Regions from separate parts of the Mus musculus genome. Here all the other regions are linked to region 3. Evidence: chromatin contacts called from public Hi-C and HiChIP or PLAC-seq data. All regions are on one chromosome and are shown on one strand. The core of a region is the stretch at or near the end of the contact, and the rest is flanking DNA. Distances in the headings are between cores, read along the strand shown. Region 1 has its middle 30 kb from the start of Gm41333. Region 2 has its middle 300 kb from the start of Pvt1. Region 3 has its middle 100 kb from the start of Gm41333.

Region 1 (2,700 bases), core at 113-2,612, 130 kb after region 3:
TATTAGACCTCTCATTCTGGGTTTTCCAGTCAGTACCAAGTGATCTTCCTTGCCACATATCTTTCTTTATTCTTTCCTTGACAACTGTTATACTCTCTTACATGTTTATTTCCTCAAGCCTTTGTTGTAATTCAGTTGTTAGGGATGGACAGTGATCTGGGGAACTGAGAAAGTCACTGATCTCAGGAGCTAAGAAGGTCCATAGACCAAAGACCACACAGAGCCCATAGATTTTGCAGATCAGTTTTTTTTTTTAATGCTAAGAATAAAAATGGAGCAAAGTAAAGGAGAGGCAGACTGACCAGAAGAAGCCTCCTTCTCAATGAAGTATCCAGGGGAAACTCTACTGAAGGAACAGTATCTGAATGTAGGCCGAACATTGTGCAGACCATGGATAGAAAGGGGAAGTCAGGCAACAGCCTTGGGTCTACTTTGAGAATAGAAACACAAGTCAAGCCTTGGTGAAGGAGTCAATAAACTGTATCAGATAAGAACACATGGGCAGACATCAATCCTGCTGGTAGGAACTATATTCTGAGCTAATGATTGGCTTACTCACATAAGTAGAGTCATTCAAATTCTCTGTATCTTATTCTGCCCTTCTCTAGGAGGGTACTGATGAGAGCATTCACTTCTGGGGTCATGTGAGGATTTTAAATTGAAAGCAGTACCTGGCACACATTCAACAAGTACCCACTAGTTCTTGCTACTTCAGAGCTAATATCATTATTTATTCTGCTTTTATACTTTCTTCCTTTGAAAAACAGCAGGAGCTTGTTATACACGTATTTCTCCAATAAAGTGTGAGGAAGGCCAATAAAATAAAATCAATAAAAGAGGAAGCTGTTCTGGCTGACTCAAGGGAGTAGCAGGCAAGCACACCATCTGTTCAACCCCACCCAGGCCCCATGGTGGTCCTGAGGATGCCCTGGGCTCCAGCACTCACAGCTAACTACTTTCCTGTGAGAGCTCAAAACAGAGAGATTAGCATCAAAAAAGTGGGGGGGCTAGATACGTCACTATCAAAAAATGAAAACTGTAAAGTAGAATATCTTGGTTCTTTTAAACAAGACCTTTTCTTCTCTGTCTCTGTGTGCCTCTCTGTGCCCCTATCTCTATCTCTCTAGGTCTCTCTGACTCTTGTCTCTCTCTCCTTTTCTTCTTCTTTCCTTCCTTCCTTCCTTTGAGAAAAGAGATTACCAGGCCACACCACCAAAGCCACCCTTCTTGAGGTGGTTTTTGGAGCTTGTTTATGTTGCTCAGACTTAGTCATAAGTTCAGAACATTCTGTGGGTTTTACTGGAACTCAGTATCATGGCTCATCCCAACTCAGCTTGCTCTGTCTGAGGCTGCCAGTGGCCTCCCATGGGACAATGGCTCAGAGTCTCAGGCTGCACACACGAGAAAGCAGGTCTTGTGGTTCCTCATAAGCCTTAGGAATGGCCTCTCTATTTCCAAAGGCCTGCAGTTAAACTTAGGAACCAGAAGAGGTGTGTTGACTCATATTTGATGTTCCCTGGGGACACCTGCTACTTCCTGAAGCCTAGTAGCTTGTCATTTTGTGTTCCTAGATATGTTTCTCCCACCCAGAAATCCACAAAGTTATGGTATTTTTCCTTGTATGTACCTTGCAAGCTGCTGTAGGAGTTGGGTGTGGTTAGCCCAAATATCGGTTTGTTGTTGAAGGTTTGATGGTTTCTGACTGTTTACTTAGCTTTAGTTCACTGGAGCACTTAGCAACACTTCATCTTTTGGGGGTTTCTGAGCCTCACCTTGTGTGCCCAAAGACACTTCTGTTGTGTGTTTTCTTACATGTAGATGGAGCGCAAGCACTTTCACACCTAGAATCTGGTGTGAACCCATCAGCAATACTGTGAGGCACAATTAAAACTCTTCCTTTAGGAGATGAAAATGGGACCCAAAGGCATTAACTAAGTTATATAGGTTCACTCAGTGGATGGGCATGAAAACATCCTTAGAGCTACATCAGGTGGACTCCTGGTCCTCTTTTCTATTCACTTTGCTATATTTTAATGTGACAGCCCATCAGATTTTAACATGAAGATCATTGCATCTCTCATAAGATGTTTGCATTCTTGATACTTGTGGTTTACTTACTTGGTTGAATTTAAAGATTCAGTGGGAGAAAGAAAGAAACAGAGAAGGAGGGAGGGAGGGAGGGAGAGAGGGGGGGCTAGGGGGACACTGGGTGTTTATGTGCATGTGTAATGTGTATGTTTGTGTCAATGTGTAGAGAAATGGGCAGAAAAAAATAAGAAATTAAATTTCTGTTTGATCTGGTTTCAGTTTCCAGAGCTATCAAGCAAAAGGTGTGTAAAGAGTACTTCTAAAATCCTTATGAGCTTATAATACTAAACCTCCATGCTGTAACAAGAGGGATAGTGATGTGTCCTATTCTCTGTCACTCACTTTTATACTTAAAGACCTTTGTTTCTCCCAAAGTCAAATCGATTGAAGAGAAAAATCTAGTGGGGGCACCAGGACAAAGGGCTCGCTAGCGTTTGATGTACCCACTGCCAGGAGGAGATGTGAGCCTAAAAGGAAGCTGTTTTGTTTTGTGCACGTTTCCTGCGATGTTTCTTTGGTGGTAGGGTTGAGATAATTCAGCATCACTGGTTTTCTAGTTGTTCCAAATTCCAATAGAAACATAATGGTCTGAAGATGCCTGGTCGCATCTGA
Region 2 (2,700 bases), core at 131-2,630, 230 kb before region 3:
CTTTGTGAACTTCAGGATATTCAGTGTAGCCAGCCCTATTTCCATATAGCAGAGGGCCAGGCACAAATGTCCTTATCTTTCTACTCTAGGACCCAGGCTCCCATGATCCTTTCATTTTTGGTGGGTCTGGAAAGCTTGAGTGATCTTCATAGCTAATTGTGACGTTGAGGGCGGGATACACCTCTCTTGGTGCACAGCTGGATAGTGGCTCTTTCAGAAAATGAACAAAAAGGATAAATCCTCCATATTTTCCTTTAGATCCAATGTCTGCTTGTTTTTATCTCTAGGAAATGACAACTACCTAATGTAAAAATAAAAAATAAAGGTCAGTTTTAAAGGTTTCAGAAGTTTAACTTTAAAAGTGAAGAAGGTTTGTAGGAATATGTCCTTGGCCTCTATCACTTGGGATTTGACATTAGTTAAAATAAACAAACAAAGAGAGGGATAAAGCATTTGGAACTTTAACAGTGTATGAAGTAATTGGCTACAATTCTTACTTAAAGGATTGTATCCATTCTTTTTTTTTATTAGATATTTTCTTTATATACATTTCAAATTTCAAATGCTATCCCAAAAGTACCCTATACCCTCCCCCCCACCCTACTCCCCTAGCCACCCACTCCTGCTTCTTGGCCCTGGCATTCCCCTGTACTAGGGCATATAAAGTTTGCAATACCAAGGGGCCTCTCTTTCCAGTGATGGCTGGCTAGGCCATCTTCTGCTACATATGCAGCTAGAGACATAGACACGAGCTCTGGGGGTACTGGTTAGTTCATATCGTTGTTCCACCTATAGGGTTGCAGACCTCTTCAGGATTGCATCCATTCTTACTGAAGCCATTTGGTAGGCAGTGTGAATCTTCCTCCTTGGACCTTGCCTTAACATTTTCCTTGGACCCATGACTTATTTTGGCCAGGGTGTAGAGGCAGGAGTTACAGAGAGGTAGACTTGGCATTTCAAATGACATCACCTGTGTCCACGTGTCCCTCTGGACTTCTAACACCGTGATAACAGCATGTCCTGTTTGGCCAAATCATCCCAAGCTAGAGGAGAAACAGTAAAACCACCTGCAGCAAACAATAAAACCTTCACAGCTAGTCCACAGAATTACATCTGAGAAATTAATGCTTCCTGCTAGATGTCACCAAGGCTTGGATACTAAGTCTTACCCAGCAGCAGTTGAAGAACACAGATCTAAAATTAGCGTAAGGATTGGCAGCATCACAGAAGTTCCAGACTCCTGATTCATGGAAGGACTGTATTTCCAAGCAAGATGAAATGGTGAAATGATTTGTCAGTGCACGAGGAGGCTCTGCTCTATGGAAGTTGTTCATGGTCTTTCAGGCAGCAATCCTAGTTTCATGCATAATGACTATGGTATTTGGAGGAAGGGTTGTGGTTTATTTCAGCTGTATTTCAGCATCCAGGGTAGGTGACCATCAGGTTGTGTTCATGAGTGTGCAGAAAAGGAATTACAAAGAATAGAGACGGCGGGGAAGCTTGGATGCCTCACTAAAATGTTGTCCTTGGATTCAAACTGTTGGGCACTTGTCATTCAAACTGTTTCTGCTCCCATTGACCTTTTAGTCCTCTGTGATCCTAAGGATCTAGTTCAAGCTATTACAGGCATGGATCTGAGTTCAGGGGCCACCTGCTGGAGTCCCCAGGTTCTTCAGTCTCTGGACAAAGAATTGTATCAAGGGCACATGGTGACATAGGCAAAGATAGAGACAGTTTGTTGAAAGAGAGAAAGACAGTCTTGGGAGTGGGAGTGGGCTAGCCAGTAGGAGAAATACACTGTCAAAACTACTAGCCATAAGTTTCATGGACCTCTATGGGTCATTTTTGTAGCACCTGCCTTTCTTGTTTGTACAAGATTAATCCGTGATAATTCTGTTGAGTATAATTTTCTTTACTTTCCTATTCTCCTACCACAGAGTCCAACTTTTTTTATCTTCTATATCCACGACGTTCCTAGCCTGTGAGAACCAATTCCGCTCTAATTTCTTTCAGATCGGTATAGGTGTAAAATGTCTTAAAATTCTTCTTGGCTTTCCAGGCCGACTTACACTTTCCCACATGCTCACACAATACCGAGTTTGCTGCTCTCACCAGGGCCCTACCTTTAAAGCTGAGAGCCAGGAGAAGGCTAAGAGTGTGGCCTTGGCCCTATCTACCCTTTCCCTGATGGAAAGTATTTCCCCAATGGAATGGATTTCGCTTGTCTTTCTGCTATACGGGTAAGACCCCTGCAAACTTTGATGTGCATAGTCACATAGCACTTTAGGGCCTAGCTTTCATTCATTCTTTCAATCATCATCTGGTAATTGAGTCTACTGAGTCAACAAAGCACACTTTTTGCTGCCCATATTTTGATATTTTTTGTATTATTCAGTTGCTCCCTGATCATGTGCCTGCCTCTCTCTCTCTCCCTCCCTCCCTCTCTCTCCCACTCCGCCCTTTAGATCTTTTGATCACTCTCACATAAGGACTTCTGCTGTCTTTTTGGTTATGATTTCTTCTCAGTAGTCTGTTCTCCCTCAGGTCTCAGTTTAAGTCTCCCTTGAGAATACTGTCCCAAGTGTTCATTCTGAGGTGTCACACTGCTTTCTTCCCCGACACCTTCCAGTCTTCGATCTCTGACTGTCAATACTTTCTGAACTTCTTGTATTCCTCTTTCTCCCTCCCTTCTTCTCTTTT
Region 3 (2,700 bases), core at 119-2,618:
GTCAGACTAGCTTGCTTCATATTTGAATGCAGAGAGTTCAAGAGCAACCATCCAGGAACCAGCTCGAGTGGTCGAGGAGGTATGTGTCTCACTCAGCCCTGAGCTTGCTTCTTAGCTCTATTCTTCTTTTCAGTTATGTAATTTTGGCCAAATTACCAGATGTGGCTGAGCTCCTGTATCTCTGTACAACTGGATTAATAATTCCTGTCACAAGGAATTATTCTAAGTGCTAAAGAGACAGTGCATGCAAGAGGCTGGCGGTTGTATCTGAAACCTAGCATACATCAACAGAACTTAGTGTGTTATTGATGCTTGTTACCTGCACTGGCATGGCAGTGAGTTCTGCATGTATTTGGGATATTCCAAATTGAGCAGGAAAAAAAAGGTACGTCTGTTTTTAAAATAAGTTCCCATAAAAGTAAGATGAAGGCTATATAAATATTTCTTGAGTATTTATAAAATATTTTCTTATGGATGCATTATTTTAATTCATTAACATTTTAAGAATCACTGGACTAAATTATTGTTTTTTTTTTCCTTTTGTATTCATTTCTCCAGAGATTTCATCCAACCTCTGGAGAAAAGGGGAGAGACAAGAAAGCAGTGTTTTCACTTGATTGAGGCCAAGAACTGGGGGACTGGACAGAGCTAGGTTACAGCCCTGCCAAACGTTCCCTACCTACAGGCTTTGACCTATGTAATAGGAGATAAAACTTACAGTAATAACAATTATAACAATAACAGGTCTGTAGTGCTGAGCTCTCCACCTATTATTTCATGATTCATACAAACACCTTATGGGTGAGATGTCACAATCACGTGTAAGTCACGAGCAATATACCAGATGACATCAGCCACATACTAGGTTCATAGAAAAGGACCTCTGACAAGCAAGACTATCTTCTTACCCCTGCCTTGATTTTCTGAACATAGATGCAGATAGGTTCTGTCTATGTGGCTGCTGAGGAACTGGACTGAACTATTGAGTTAATCAGTTGGCTCTCAAGCCCATTTGTTTCCACAGGAGGCAATGGTAAAACTCATTGCAGTTCACAAACCCTCTGTCTTCTCAGCTCACAAGCATTGCCTCCTGGTTGGTTTGTGCTGGGGTAGAGTGAGTCAGCCAGTCACATGCCTGCTCTCAGGGCCACTGTCCAGGTGAGAGGCACAAATGCTGCTCACACTGCTCTTGACCAGCATATCAAGTGTTGCCCGGACCTGCAGGTCCTGCTTTTTCACTCCATGGATGGGCTGTGCTCTTTCACTTCGGAGAGAGCCAGCATTGTCAGCTCAACTGCTTCCTTGTGCTCAGTAGCTTGCTGAAGGGTGACTGGCTTGAGACCTTGTTAAAGCTACCCTGCCCCTGTTTTAAAGCATCACTGAGAGATGCTGGAGCTGAGTCACCGTCCACACAGACAGCTCATTGCCAAGATGTGCTGTGCTTTTCTGATGCAAGGAAGAGCAAGTTTCCATCCCTGCTGTAATGTCACCCCGCTGCACAGCTCAGGCCAATAAAGTTCAACAAACCAGTTTAGCCTGGGAGAGAAGGGGATGAAAGGCTAAAACACTCTTTGATGAAACCCGAGTCTTCCAGGTAAAGGGCAAGTAGCTGGCATGACGAGTGAGCAAAGACATCTTTTGGGAATCTCCCGTTCGTTCTGCCTTTCATCCTGACGCTCTTCTTCACTGGGTGATTTCACATGAAGCAAAAGTGTTGGCTCTCTACCCTTCTCCTTCCTGCCTGCCCCAGTAAATTGTGACCGATACTGTCTGAATCACTAGATTCTTTGGACACTCAATTATCTATGAGAAAACAATGTATCTCACTTCTGACTTACTGCAGATACGCTTAGCTCTTGCACCGAATGGTTTTAAAGGCCAGCAACACCTCCTCCCTAAACCCCTTCATTTAAATTATGTTTATTACTATGCTTGTTTACTCTCAGTCATCCCTCCTTGAGGAAGGGGATCTAAGCATGTGGGACCAGGCTTATTTTGCACTTTAGCTTGGTGGAGGATCTGCAGCAAATGAGCTAATCTATATTTACTGAATTATTAAACTGCTCCCCCACACACACTTTTCAATTGCTTTTCCTGTCCCCCAAATCAGTTTTGCTCCTGTCCCAACCACACAGCTCAATGTTGATAAACGAATAAGAGTTCAAATCAACTCATTATTTTCTGTCCTGAGCTTCCCTAGTCCTGTCTTTTCTTTGCGATGCATCCTCTTTGAGTGTAATTAGCATCAGGACTCTGTGCTGCTTGGAATCTTTCAGTCCTGTCACACAAGGTTTATCCCTGCCTGAAATGTCCTCTCTGCTATATTTTCTCTGGCAAACTTCTGTATGCTCATCTTATATAAGGAACCTTCTTGGAACACCCATCAGGCCCACTCCTCTAACTACAACTGACCCTTCTTTCCTTTGGATCCACAATGAAGTGCTTCAGTTCTGTTTTTTTCCCATTAATTTATCTGTTCACTGTACATCCCAATCCTAGCCTGTCCCCTGTTTCCTCCCAGTCCTGCTCTTAGAAATTTCTCTCCTCTTTACCCCCCCCCCCCCCTTCTTCTTAGAGAAGGGGAAGCCACCTTTGGGTACTTCCCTGCCCTGGGACATCCAGTCCCATGAGGAACTAAGCATATTCTCTCTCACTGAAGCCCAGTCAGGCAGACCATTTAGGGGAGTGGGATACAGTGGC

What was found. HiChIP or PLAC-seq counts read pairs in DNA pulled down with a chosen protein or histone mark. Hi-C and Micro-C count contacts between places; a contact is called where the count stands out from the background.
Region 1: a contact with region 3 is called in a CTCF HiChIP or PLAC-seq map of the NIH/3T3 cell line, with 8 read pairs. The contact joins two enhancer-like sites. A contact is called at or near these places in 1 of 15 datasets of contacts at CTCF or cohesin (the NIH/3T3 cell line), 1 of 484 Hi-C or Micro-C datasets (uterus) and 1 of 115 datasets of contacts at active chromatin or transcription factors (CD8 T cells).
Region 2: a contact with region 3 is called in a Hi-C map of adipose-derived mesenchymal stem cells, with 7 times the contacts expected there. The contact joins two enhancer-like sites. A contact is called at or near these places in 2 of 15 datasets of contacts at CTCF or cohesin (both in the NIH/3T3 cell line), 10 of 484 Hi-C or Micro-C datasets (the C2C12 cell line, the N1E-115 cell line, Sertoli cells and 5 more) and 2 of 115 datasets of contacts at active chromatin or transcription factors (the NIH/3T3 cell line and embryonic fibroblasts).

What each region holds. Positions count from the first base shown.
Region 1 is chr15:62,697,434-62,700,133 of GRCm38.p6, forward strand. No RefSeq gene overlaps it. Among named protein-coding and RNA genes, the nearest start is that of Gm41333, 30 kb to the left of the region's middle. Within about 2 kb of position 1,363, at least 72 of the 459 cell types and tissues checked have an H3K27ac peak or open chromatin away from gene starts, as enhancers often do. A contact at or near this core is called in CD8 T cells and the NIH/3T3 cell line, where this site is marked.
Region 2 is chr15:62,333,156-62,335,855 of GRCm38.p6, forward strand. No RefSeq gene overlaps it. Among named protein-coding and RNA genes, the nearest start is that of Pvt1, 300 kb to the left of the region's middle. Within about 2 kb of position 1,381, at least 44 of the 459 cell types and tissues checked have an H3K27ac peak or open chromatin away from gene starts, as enhancers often do. A contact at or near this core is called in the C2C12 cell line, adipose-derived mesenchymal stem cells, embryonic fibroblasts and 2 more, where this site is marked.
Region 3 is chr15:62,568,158-62,570,857 of GRCm38.p6, forward strand. No RefSeq gene overlaps it. Among named protein-coding and RNA genes, the nearest start is that of Gm41333, 100 kb to the right of the region's middle. Within about 2 kb of position 1,369, at least 71 of the 459 cell types and tissues checked have an H3K27ac peak or open chromatin away from gene starts, as enhancers often do. A contact at or near this core is called in the C2C12 cell line, CD8 T cells, the NIH/3T3 cell line and 4 more, where this site is marked.